Regions from separate parts of the Mus musculus genome. Here region 1 is linked to region 2. The links are chromatin contacts, called in public HiChIP or PLAC-seq maps. All regions are on one chromosome and are shown on one strand. Each heading gives the region's core, a stretch centred on a gene start, on an enhancer-like site or on the middle of the called end of the contact. The rest is flanking DNA. Distances are from core to core; before and after follow the strand shown. Region 1 overlaps Ergic1 (endoplasmic reticulum-golgi intermediate compartment (ERGIC) 1). Region 2 overlaps Gm34455 (a long non-coding RNA gene).

Region 1 (5,791 bases), core at 2,347-4,846, 140 kb after region 2:
TTCTACCCCAGAGCCACCATCAGGCTGGCACCATGGTGTCATGGTGGGGTAGTTTGTTAATGTACCACCCTGGGCATATAAATAGTAGGTGCTCAAAAATGATTGTCCTTCCTTCCCTGAAGACAGATAGGAAATTAGACAGGCGGCAGACAGACAGATGGACATGGATGGAGATGCTTTTCCACTGTTATCTACAGCCCTGTGTCACAGCAATGCTGCTGTTAGTTCAAAAGAGCAGAAATAGAAATGGAAGTCCATTCCAGTGTGTGGCACACCTCAGCTCGGCCTGGTGCTGTGCTGGCTGTCCCTATGGAGACCGCATGCTGACCAGGAGCAATGGCCCTCTGCCACTGGCCAGCAGCAGGACAGGACCGTGCCTGTCAGTAACCTGGGAAGAGAGGCCAAACTGCCGTATGGTTTCTGGTGAGGGAGCCCACTCTCACCCTGTTGTAAAGCTGACAACTCCCAAGATGGACGCTGGCTACAGACAGAGAGGGCCAGACCTGTGGCAAGCTGTGCCAAGTTCAGTCTTTGGTTCACTAATGTGAGAGAGAAGTCAGGTGGTCACATGGGATCTCCCAGATGTTCAGTGAGAGAAGTCAGGCGGTCACATGGGATCTCCCAGATGTTCAGTGAGAGAAGTCAGGCGGTCACATAGGATCTCCCAGATGTTCAGTGTGGATCTGGGATTCTAGCGTGCACGGCATTCAAGCAGGCAAAGCACCTTGCCCACCAGCATGCAGTCCTCTTCCAGGGCAACCTCTGCATCAAAGAGATCTTGAGGAGTTGAGCAGGGCCCATTGCCTGTGTGAGGAGGCCAGTCTGACCACGGGGCCGGGCCAGTGGCCACTTTCTGGGGAAATCACACTGAGGCCATAAAGTAAGAAGGGATCCCAGTGAGGCAGTGAATAAGAGGGCGCCTTGATGATCTCTGCAGAGGCACCCTCACCCTGTATGTATGCTGGTGCCTCTAAGCAGCTTTCCTCCAGGGTAGCAGGAGGGCAGTGGGGACTGGCCTCCCGTGTGGAGCATCCTGCACCCCTAACACTGTCTGTGTTTCCCACAGTCTCCATCTGCTGCTGCCTCTTCATCCTCTTCCTCTTCCTGTCGGAGCTCACTGGATTCATCACAACAGAAGTGTAAGTTATTTTCTCTGGGGCAGCTGTCTTGCTGGGGTCCAGATGAGAAGAGGGGGCGATTTGGGAAGGGATGGAAGCCTTGCAACCGGCTTGCTTCTATTTCCAAGCATGTGACATCATAAAAGGGCTTTGAGCTCAAAGCCAAACTGAGCCTCACTCTGTGAATACCATTCACATTCCTTCGGGCCTGGGATGCCCAGGTTCACAGGCAGAGTAGAATCACCCACTCATCACCACTGGCCCCGAGTTTGGCCAGTGGGTTTCCATGAGTCCTTTGATGTTGTAGCTGGAAGGTGCTCAGACAACCCAGGTAGCTTCCTCACAGAGGGCAAGGTGGTCCTCCTGGAAGCCCCTCTCGTTTCTCAGGCCCACGTTCAGGAGTCAGCATGGGTTTCCTGGCATCTAATACCACAGTCATCCATCCCTGATTCCAGAATTAGTTGTCATCCCCAGCCTGGTAACCCTCCTGCGTCGGGTCCTGACCTCATGCTTCAAAGCCTCTTTGTAGCTGTGTTTACAGTTTGTGGAACTGTCATGGGGCTGGGCCCTGGCACCCCCTTCTCTTCTGCCCAGCCTTGGAATTTTCTCTTTCTACTCTTGGAATGTCTTGGTTTCCTTTGCTTCCTTCTCAGCCATGAGACAATAGGAAGCTAAAAACCGGCGTCATGGCTGCAGCTGGATCTTATTACCTTTGTCACCAAACAGCCCCTTTTTTATGGGGAAACTGAAGTTATATGAAGTAGCAGTACTTGCCCACAGTGATCAAGTGAGGTGGCTCCTGAGTTCTGAGAAGCTGGGTTCACCTGGTCTTAGCTCACATCTGGATGTAGCTGCCCACCTGTCACTGATGTGGGAGCATCTGCCCTGCTGTCACTCTGACACTGGTTTGGTTTTTTTTTTTTTTTTTTTTTTTTTTTTTGGTTTTTGGTTTTTTGAGACAGGGTTTCTCTGTGTAGCCCTGGCTGTCCTGGAACTCACTTTGTAAACCAGGCTAGCCTCGAACTCAGAAATCCGAATGCCTCTGCCTCCCAAGTGCTGGGATTAAAGGCGTGCACCACCACACCCGGCTCTGACACTTTTAACCCAGGGAGTTTCATGGGCCTGTGGAGAGAACAATAAGACATTAGAAGACCCAGAATCAGGATACTACTTGGCTGTGTTACCCTGACAAGTTCCTGAACCTCTCTGAGTCAAAGAAGTGAGAGTAGATCAGACTTCAACTCCACTTCCAGCTCTGGTGCTTTCCATGATAACAGACCATGTAGGGATCATCAGAAGTCCCCCCACAGTCCCCAACAAGTGACTGTGACCATGGGGAGCATCCTCTCTGTGTCCTATGGCTTTGGGCTTTGGCTGTGTGCTCCTAAAGCTGCTCTCTCACTACAGTGCCTCTGTGTCTGCTGGCTGTGGACACAAGCAAAATATACTGCAGTTATTCTAACTAACTATAGTTACCTTTGGGAATTCGTTTCTGGGACCCTCACTTCAGAGGTCCCAATATTTCAGTACAATAGGAGATTTGCATAAATATACATATCATCTACATAAAGCTACATATAATCCTCTTATGTACATTTTATTTTTTTCTGTAAGAGATTTGTTTTTATTTCATGCATATGAATGCTTATCCGCATGTATTTCTGTGCACTATGTGCATACACGGTATGTGCATACACTATGTGCATACACGGTATGTGCATACACTATGTGCATACACGGTATGTGCATACACTATGTGCATACACGGTATGTGCATACACTATGTGCATACATGGTGCCTTCAGCGTCTAGAAAAGAGGGTATCGAATCCCTCAGCACTGGAGTTACAGAGGGTTGGGAGGCTCCAAGGGATACTGGGAAGTGAACCTGGGTTCTCTGCTCGAGCAGCCAGTGCTCTTAACCGCTGAACCATCTCTTCTCTCCAGCCTTTTGGTTTTGTAGTTTTGCTTTCTGTGACAGAGTCTTACCAGGTCTTACTACGTAGCCCAGGCTGTCCTCCTGAGGACTGGAATCACACACAGTTGGATGTCACCACTCACAGTCTTCCTCTATCTACTTCAAACTGTCTTCATCTTACTTGAACATCTAATATGTCATTGCAATACCACAGGGGAGTAGTGGGACAGTATTATGAGGTGGATCGAGATAGTGAGGCTGGGAGAGGGAGGACACAGGACGGGCCTGGTGCTTTCTCAAGATTAAACGGGATGGTCTGGGTAAAGAGTACTTAACCCAAAGCCTGTGGACATTGTCACCTGACAGACTGTGTCTCTTGGTGCCTCTGTGTTTCCCCCGTAACACTTGAGGAAGCCTTAGTCAGCTCAGCCCAGTGAAGGCATGCCTTCAGCACTGAGGCATGGCCACATCCCAAGTGACCTTTGTTGTCAGAGCTTGGGCCTGCAAAGGCTGTGTAGCAGACTGGGCCACTCAAGCAAGCCCAGACAGTAGACTTTGCCCACTGTTTACCTAGGGCAGGGCTGTCAGAGTACAGTGTGTTCCCCATCATACCCCTCCCTGTGCAGGGACTTCCTCTTCCTACCTCCTGGATGCTGTGGTCCCAGGAGGAAGGAAGAGGGCTGAAGAGTCTCAAGCCTGGCCCGCTGGCTACTTGTTGCTGTTGGTGGGAGCCTAATGTCCCTCCCTTCTTGTGCTTCCTTACCATGGTACTGACTTGTCAGGGGTCCAGGCAGGCCCAAGACTTAACACTACAGCCTGGAAATGTTTGCTTTGCCCCCATTGGGCCCCTTTCTCTATGGAGGCAGCCCTGCCTGGAAAGCATATAGGTTTTCTCTATGGAGGCAGCCCTGCCTGGGAAGCATATAGGTTTTCTCTATGGAGGCAGCCCTGCCTGGGAAGCATATAGGTTAGGGGGAAACTGAAGAGGGGTTCATTCTCTTTCGGGAGGCCACTGGTCCTGTCTGATGACTTTGCTCCCACAGAGGGCCAGGGGATCCCCTCTTGCCATGAAGATGTTCATAACTCAAGGAAACGAGGTCATGGCGCAGCCCTGGCCTGTGGCTGCCAGTGACGTGAGGTGCTCCTTCTGGCCCCATAGAGTTAGAGGGAGGTGGGTTTGTTTGTGTGCTTGACTTCCAACCCAAGCTTTGGCCAGGCTGGTGACAATGGGGAAAGAAGGTGTCCCATGGGATTCAGTTTTAACATAATATCTCTTTTGGTGCTTTCTAGGTATTGTAATGCTAGTCTCATATGCCCAGGTTAGCATCTTCCAATGATTGCCTCAACATTTTATAAAACCCCTTGAAGTTTGTGGAGGAAACTGGGGCACCAAGAAGCTAAAAACCTGTAAGGTTCATAAAAGGGGCAAGGGAGAGCAGAGTCTAAGCCCAGGACCTGTGCACACCTACAGCGTGGGCACCCTACCCCGTCATCCCTCCCGTGTCTCTGCGGGGCATGTTTTAAAGCCTCAAGTCATGAAAGCCACAGCTTTTGGGTAAAAGTTATTGATGGTTAGGGACAGAAGCTTCAGCAGGCAGAGCTTGTTCTTATACAAGCTTGATGGCCTGAGTTGGGTCCCTGGGACCTACTCCACTCCACAAACTTGTCCCCTGACCTCCATGTGCGTACTCACACACGTCACACATACGCTCATTAGTGATAGTACATTAAAATTAAACTTCAAACCTATGGACTGGGAGACTCAAGATTCCCCTGTAGAATTAGGTGGCAAACTAGAAGAGGCCACTTCAGGAAGCAGGAGCTTGGAGGTTACCTTGAGTTGGTTCCTAAAACATCCCTGTACTGAGCCAAAATTGGGGAAACTAGGAGTTTATCCAAGAGAAGAGTGGGGGGCGCCATCCCGCCCAGCACCCCTGAACTGAGTCTCAGTTGTAGCTGGTTGGGATTAGACTGTCACCAAGAACATCCTCACCCTTAGCGATGGGAGGTTTAAAGGCTCCTGGGCACAGAGCGACAGATCATCCCTGAAAGGTGGGTCTGGGGAGGGGTGAGTGTGAGCCACAGACCCTGGTAAGGAGTCCGATGATTGCCAGGAGGAAGAGGGGTGGCTGGGCAGCTGGTTGTGGAGGGCATCCACCCAGTAGGCAGCAGCTGTGTTTTCCCTGTGTTTTAGAAGTCAGGGTTTAAAAGCCAAGGTTCCTGAGGCTTACTGGTCAACCCACCCGCCGCCTCATACACCTCCCCTCCCACTCCCACCCACCAGTCACTGCGGCCTCCATGCTGAATGGAAGTTTCCATTTGACCAGATTGTTAAGCATGGAGGCCAGCAACCTTGGGCAGGAATCTGAACTATTTAAGTGCTCTTCAAAAAACAAATAAAATTGTTTTCCATAGATGTCATCAGGCTCACGCCTCAGCCTAGAATCTCAAGGCCTTCGGCTACATTCCACCTACATCCCCCCTACCAGTACCTCCCATCCTCTCTCCCTACAAGGCCAGTTCTCACCTACCTCCTCCCCATGCTCTGGCTGGTGCCCCCCACCTGGAATGTAGCCCCATTCCTCCACCAGCACACACTCTTCCACTTCCTGGAACTTCTGAGAACCTAGCACCCACACTCTCCTGTGCACCCCACAAGTTTGTGTCCATTTCACAGAAGGTGCTCAGGAGTTTTCATTCTGGTTGGGGGTTGTGACACTGTGGCTTCCTCTGGTGTGACAGAGGAGGGGTTAGAG
Region 2 (5,327 bases), core at 1,264-3,763:
AACAGGACAGCAGCAGTGTTCAGGATCCCTCACTCCAGGAGTGCCTCTCCCTCCCCCACTGCCACACTGTGACCTGGCCACCTCCTTTGACTTGGTGCTGTAGGCTTCACTAGGTCAGACTCTTTCCTCAGTATCTCAGGGATGGTGACAGTACCTCGGGATGTCTAACACAGATCTGCTCCCTCGCCCCCATCCAGCTTGGAACGCTGTTGCCATGGAGAGACATCAACAGGCCTGCACAATATTTGGGCAACACAAACTGGAAGATTGCTCTTCTTCCCGGAGCCCAGGCCCAGACATGCCAGGGTGTGGGCTGGGGGTGGGGCAGGGAAATTCTGGGGCACCACATGACAGTCCCAGACTAGAGTCAAGCCAGCCAGCTCCCCCTGCACCCTCTAGCACACAGCCTCTGCTCTCATTCACTGCAATGGATAGTCTGGATTCACTGCTGGGGAAACTGAGGCCAGTGCTCTTGCCTCGGCCACAGTCCCTGCTAAGCCCAACAAACGGCTGGGTGTCTCAACCACAGATCTTCTCCCACTACTTCCCGAACAACCTAAAGGCTCCTCACTGATTTCACCCTAGGACCTTAGTCAGGCCACTGGCCGGGCCGCTCACTAGCAGTGAGGTCCTGTCTCTTTGAGCACCAGCTAGTCTGTCCCTGTAAAGTGAGGTTGTGACCACACCTCCTTTACCATGTTGAGTGGGGTACAAGCAATCATGGAGTTAGGGGGCAGCATATGTTTAACCAGCCTCCCAAGGGATTCTGAAGTATGCGTGGATCTGGACATCATTATACAACATCCACCAAACCATGCCATGCCCCTGCCTTAGGGTCCTCCATAGCTCCCCATCCCCTCTGGGTGAAGTTTAAGAGGCTTGTGTGGGTAGCCTGTTTCTTCTACTTTTGTATGTCCATACATTGCAGTATAAAATTATTAGCACGCTAATTTATGGGAGTACCTCACTGTGTATGGGTAAGAAATGAGTTTTCCTCTAAAATCGGAGAAACTCAGACTTCTGAAGCCCTGTCCCCAGGAGTTTGCCAAGACCCAGTGTGAGCACTTTGCACAGGTGATCTCGTGCCATCCTCACAGCTGCCCAGACGCATGGCCACCCTCCCTGGAGACCGGAGAACACAGGTGGGTTTGGGGTTCACACAGCCAGAGGCCAGCCTTTGAGCCTCTGACCGTCAGAGCATTCTGCACCATCTGCCCTGGCTGCTTGCCTGGAGGAGTGCTAGACAACAGACCCAAGGCATGCATCACAGCTGTGTCTGATGGGGAAACTGGCTGATAGCTCACAACACACAGGGCCAAAGGGGAAGGCCCACAAAGCCTGTCAGGACCCTCCAACTTCATCCCGGAAGTATTGAGAATACCCAAGATTGAACACAGAACACCAGGCTCACTTTAGAGCTCCTGAATCAGTTGGGCTTGAGTACGGCCCTTGGTGGTGGTGTGGACTATACTGTGAGAACTGGCACCAAGGAAGGAACACACAGTGGTGAGGAGCAGTGGTGGGGAGCAGGAGCAGGGAGCAGGGTTAGGTACCCAGGCTGTCTATGGCAGTAAGGGCTACCTCAGCTAGGAGCCTGGGGACCAAGGACCTCGGGTTCTGTCCCCTGTGAGCTGCATTGAGTGAATCAAACAGGCCCTGAATCCATGGGACAGACAGGTGCTCCTCATCCCTGCTAGGAACAGCCTGCCTTCATTCTCTGTCCCCACAGGAGACTAGAGTGCCTGATGACAGGAAAGGGTTGTCAGAACAAGGCCAGGGTCCTGTTCCTGGCAATCCCATGCCTCAAAGGCTGTGTCAGGAAGAGGGTCTGTTTTCCCTCTGGGTCCAAGTTCTCAGCAGTCTTGTCCCAACAACCCATTAGAAGGGCCCATTCTGGAAAGCACCCTTCCCTCTGCATCCTTCAGAAGGGAACAGCACTGCAGATCCAGGGGAACTGTCCAGTGAAGGAAGGGGCTTTGACCTCCATTGACCACAAAAGGCTCCACACATCTGTCCCAGAGACTCTATTCCTCAAGGGCAGACAGATAGAAGTCTCCAAATGGCCTAATGCCTAGAAAATCATCTCTGGCAACCAAAGGGCCTGGAGCTCAGGATGGTCTATCTTCAGTAGCCCAGGATGGCCTAACTTCAGTAGCCCAGGGTGGCCTATCTTCAGTAGCCCAGGATGGCCTATCTTCAGTTCCCACCTAGCCAAATCTCTCCATTTCCCTCTCTCCCTCCCCTCTTCTTCCATTCTTGATTTTCTCCTTCCATGACTCCCTTCCTTTCCCTCCCTCCTTCCTTCTCTCATGGCTTACAATGTATAAGGAAGGGCAGTAACTCACACTTTATATATAATTGGTTTACATATTTTACAAACAAGTTATAAAATTATGTCAGGTGTCAGGAAGCATGCTAAGGTGAAACTAAGGAGAAATGGGGCTAAAGAGGAGACTTAGGGTGAAGAGGAAGCTGTGGGGCAGGCCGCACTGATCTCTGGGTAACGACCTGGAAGAGGAAGTACCTGGCCCTGGGAGCAACTTGGGAAGGGCAAGAATCAGGAGCCTCTGTACCCTGCCCAGAGGTGGGCAGGGAAGCCTGAGAGAGTGGCCAAGGAGTGTTAGAGGGCTGGAGAGCCCAGGGTCCCAGCTGGGCGAGGCAGTGGTGGGGATGTAGCAAGCATCTTCTGGTGGGGAGGGGAGAGCAGGGAGTGAGGGCGGCTCATGGGTTGGGACTGAGGGCTGAAGGAAGCCCTCAGTGAGGCTCTGATAGGAAGATGGAAGGGAGAAGCTTTGGGGGCCAAGACTAAGTGGTAAGTGTGGACTCCAGACACACAGAGCACCAGATCCCAGAAGCAAGACTCAGCCCTGCTCCTGGGCAGGTCCTAGGAAAACAGAGCAGTTCCTGGTGAGGCTGGAGCAGGGAATTCTGGGACAAGTGATGCATGTCCCTCTAAGGAGCCTCCTGTTGGAGTAGCCTCTCTCTTATTAAGTTGCTTCTTATTACAGTTTCTTTAATGACTCAGTTTCTTTAATGTTTTTTACTCTGAAAGTTTTTGCTGTGTACCAAGTACTAAGTTCATTTCTGTACATAGTGACAAATATGGCCAGTTGCTCACACACATGTATGTTGCACACACCCACCCACATATGCATGCACGCATGGATGCACTCACACATGATAAAGGAGCCTAGGATCCAGACCCAACCTCATTTTACCTCCAGTTCTGAATTCTATGTCCTCTGGATTAGGAGGGGCCAGCACAATGAGGAGGGGCCTGGGAAACTGGGCCAGGCAGAATACTTCATACCAGCACACAGAATGTCCTGACTACTCTTGATCCCGTGAGGCCTGAAAAGGGTCACCCTCTGTCCCCAGCCTTCCTTTTTACCGCCCTATAGTGGAGACAATGGCATCACCTGTGGGAACTGTCATAGAGGCTCCATGAGAATCTTCACAGGATTCATCCATAATTGCTGCCTTCTCCATGTTGAAGGGGACATATTCCACCACTACTCATGGAGCAAAACTCCTTCCCAGGCTGGGGTGGCAGATTCAAGTACCTGGTGATGATTGAACTCTGGCAAGTTCTTTTGCATCTCAGAGATGCTGGGGAAAGAGGGCCGGCAGGAGGTAAGTATTAGCGGCTTCGCACCCCAACCCAACCACAGTCACTGCAGAGGTAACCAGGCCACACAGATTTCCCACTGTCACTTGACATAGCAGATCCAGTTCCTGACTTAGAACCTGTGCAGGGGTGGGCAGCCCCACCTTCCTCCTGCCAGAGCTCACACATCTGCTCCTCCGTTCGTACCCAGGCCAAGGGTACGAACAAGCAGGTTCTGGGCTCAGCCCATCCTCTAGAAGCCTCCCTGACACTGGCTTTACCACAGCCCAGTAGAGTAAGGGAGGCTTCTCCCAGGCAGAAGGTGTGTTCCAGAGCCGCTTCCTCCTATTGAGCCCCAGCCCCTTCCCACAGCATTATGCATCCACAGACAACCGCATCTCCTAGAGAAAAGCATGACATAACAGACATCAGGGATGATTCGATAGAGAGACTGCAGTGTGCAGCAGCTCCTGCCTCAAGCTAGCTGTGTTTAGATTTATTTTCATAAATTTTCTCCACTGGAGATGAACTACTATCAAATCACAAGGAAGGAAGACCCAGGTTTATTTATTTGGATCTAGTTGTTTTCTTGAGACAAGTTCTCACTATGTAACCCTGGCTGTCCAGGAACTCACTATGTACACTAGGGTGGTCTTGAATTCAAGAGTCCTGCCTGCCTCGGCTTCCTTCGTGCTAGAACTAAAGGTATGTGTCCCAACACCTGATCTTAAAATACCTTAGTTTTAATATTGAAAAGCAAAAGTATTTATATAAATTTGCACACGTAATCTAGGTGGAACAGAACATGACTTGTGACTAAGAATCACCCACGTGTGTGAAGCACCTGTATTCAAATAAGAAATCATGAGTAAGCCGGAATGACAGAAAAGGCTCCCAGTTGTCCCTATTCATCCAAAGATACGGTACCTCAGATTCTCTCAGTGGACTGTCCTGAGAGACCAGGAAGCTCTGTGTGTCCTTGTGTAAAGAGTTGGAATTTGCCGGGTGTGGTGGCACACGCCTTTAATCCCAGCACTCGGGAGGCAGAGGCAGGTGAATTTCTGAGTTCGAGGCCAGCCTGGTCTACAAAGTGAGTTCCAGGACAGCCAGAGCTACACAGAGAAACCCTGTTTCGAAAAAACAAAAACAAACAAACAAACAAACAAAGAGTTGCAATTTGAGAAAGAACACATATTTCAGGACGAGTATATAAACACTCCCTTTAAAGATAAAGATGCCTCTGCAACTGTGAGCAGAGAGCATGCTGGGAGTAAATGAGCAGTGTGCCCCATGTGTGTGTTAACACAGAGCTGCATTCCCATACAGGACCCTTAGGGTGTCTCTGGTGCCCATGATACCTGCCCTGAGTTGCCAACAGCACTGTGGTCTGCCTGCCAGGTCAAGGTTGATAGAACAACTTTGTTCATGTCTGCAATCTAGGCTCCAAGCTCTACTTGGACAGAACTCAGGACCACCATGGGACTATGGGAAATAGATCAATGAGAAAGGACAGTGGGCACAGGGCTTTTTATTCCTGAAATGAGTGAAGTCCTCAATATATAAAAGAGAGGAGGAGGAAACTCCAAGAATGGGCTTTGAAGGTTCAAGGTCCCCCTGAAGAGACAGTATTTTCCCTACTGTCACCCTTGTCCTGGGAATGAGAGACATCACATATGAGGAATCTCAAGAAGGAAATGCCCAGAGTAAGGGGAAAGGATGT

Evidence for each region. HiChIP or PLAC-seq counts read pairs in DNA pulled down with a chosen protein or histone mark.
Region 1: a contact with region 2 is called in an H3K27ac HiChIP or PLAC-seq map of the HPC-7 cell line, with 7 times the contacts expected there. The contact joins two enhancer-like sites. A contact is called at or near these places in 12 of 39 promoter capture datasets (the C10 cell line, the HPC-7 cell line, cranial neural crest and 7 more), 1 of 15 datasets of contacts at CTCF or cohesin (the NIH/3T3 cell line), 6 of 484 Hi-C or Micro-C datasets (bone marrow-derived macrophages, embryonic fibroblasts, fetal liver and 3 more), 9 of 115 datasets of contacts at active chromatin or transcription factors (the HPC-7 cell line, T-cell acute lymphoblastic leukemia, double positive thymocytes and 4 more) and 3 of 9 other capture datasets (adipose tissue, liver and pancreatic islet).

The regions. Positions count from the first base shown.
Region 1 is chr17:26,613,290-26,619,080 of GRCm38.p6, forward strand. It overlaps Ergic1 (endoplasmic reticulum-golgi intermediate compartment (ERGIC) 1), which reads left to right. Exons shown (of 10, transcript NM_026170.3): 3 at 1,067-1,139. Among named protein-coding and RNA genes, the nearest start is that of Gm41553, 26 kb to the right of the region's middle. Within about 2 kb of position 3,597, at least 58 of the 459 cell types and tissues checked have an H3K27ac peak or open chromatin away from gene starts, as enhancers often do. A contact at or near this core is called in the HPC-7 cell line, where this site is marked.
Region 2 is chr17:26,478,633-26,483,959 of GRCm38.p6, forward strand. The region is part of intron 1 of Gm34455 (a long non-coding RNA gene); the gene reads right to left. Among named protein-coding and RNA genes, the nearest start is that of Gm34455, 23 kb to the right of the region's middle. Within about 2 kb of position 2,514, at least 13 of the 459 cell types and tissues checked have an H3K27ac peak or open chromatin away from gene starts, as enhancers often do. A contact at or near this core is called in the HPC-7 cell line, where this site is marked.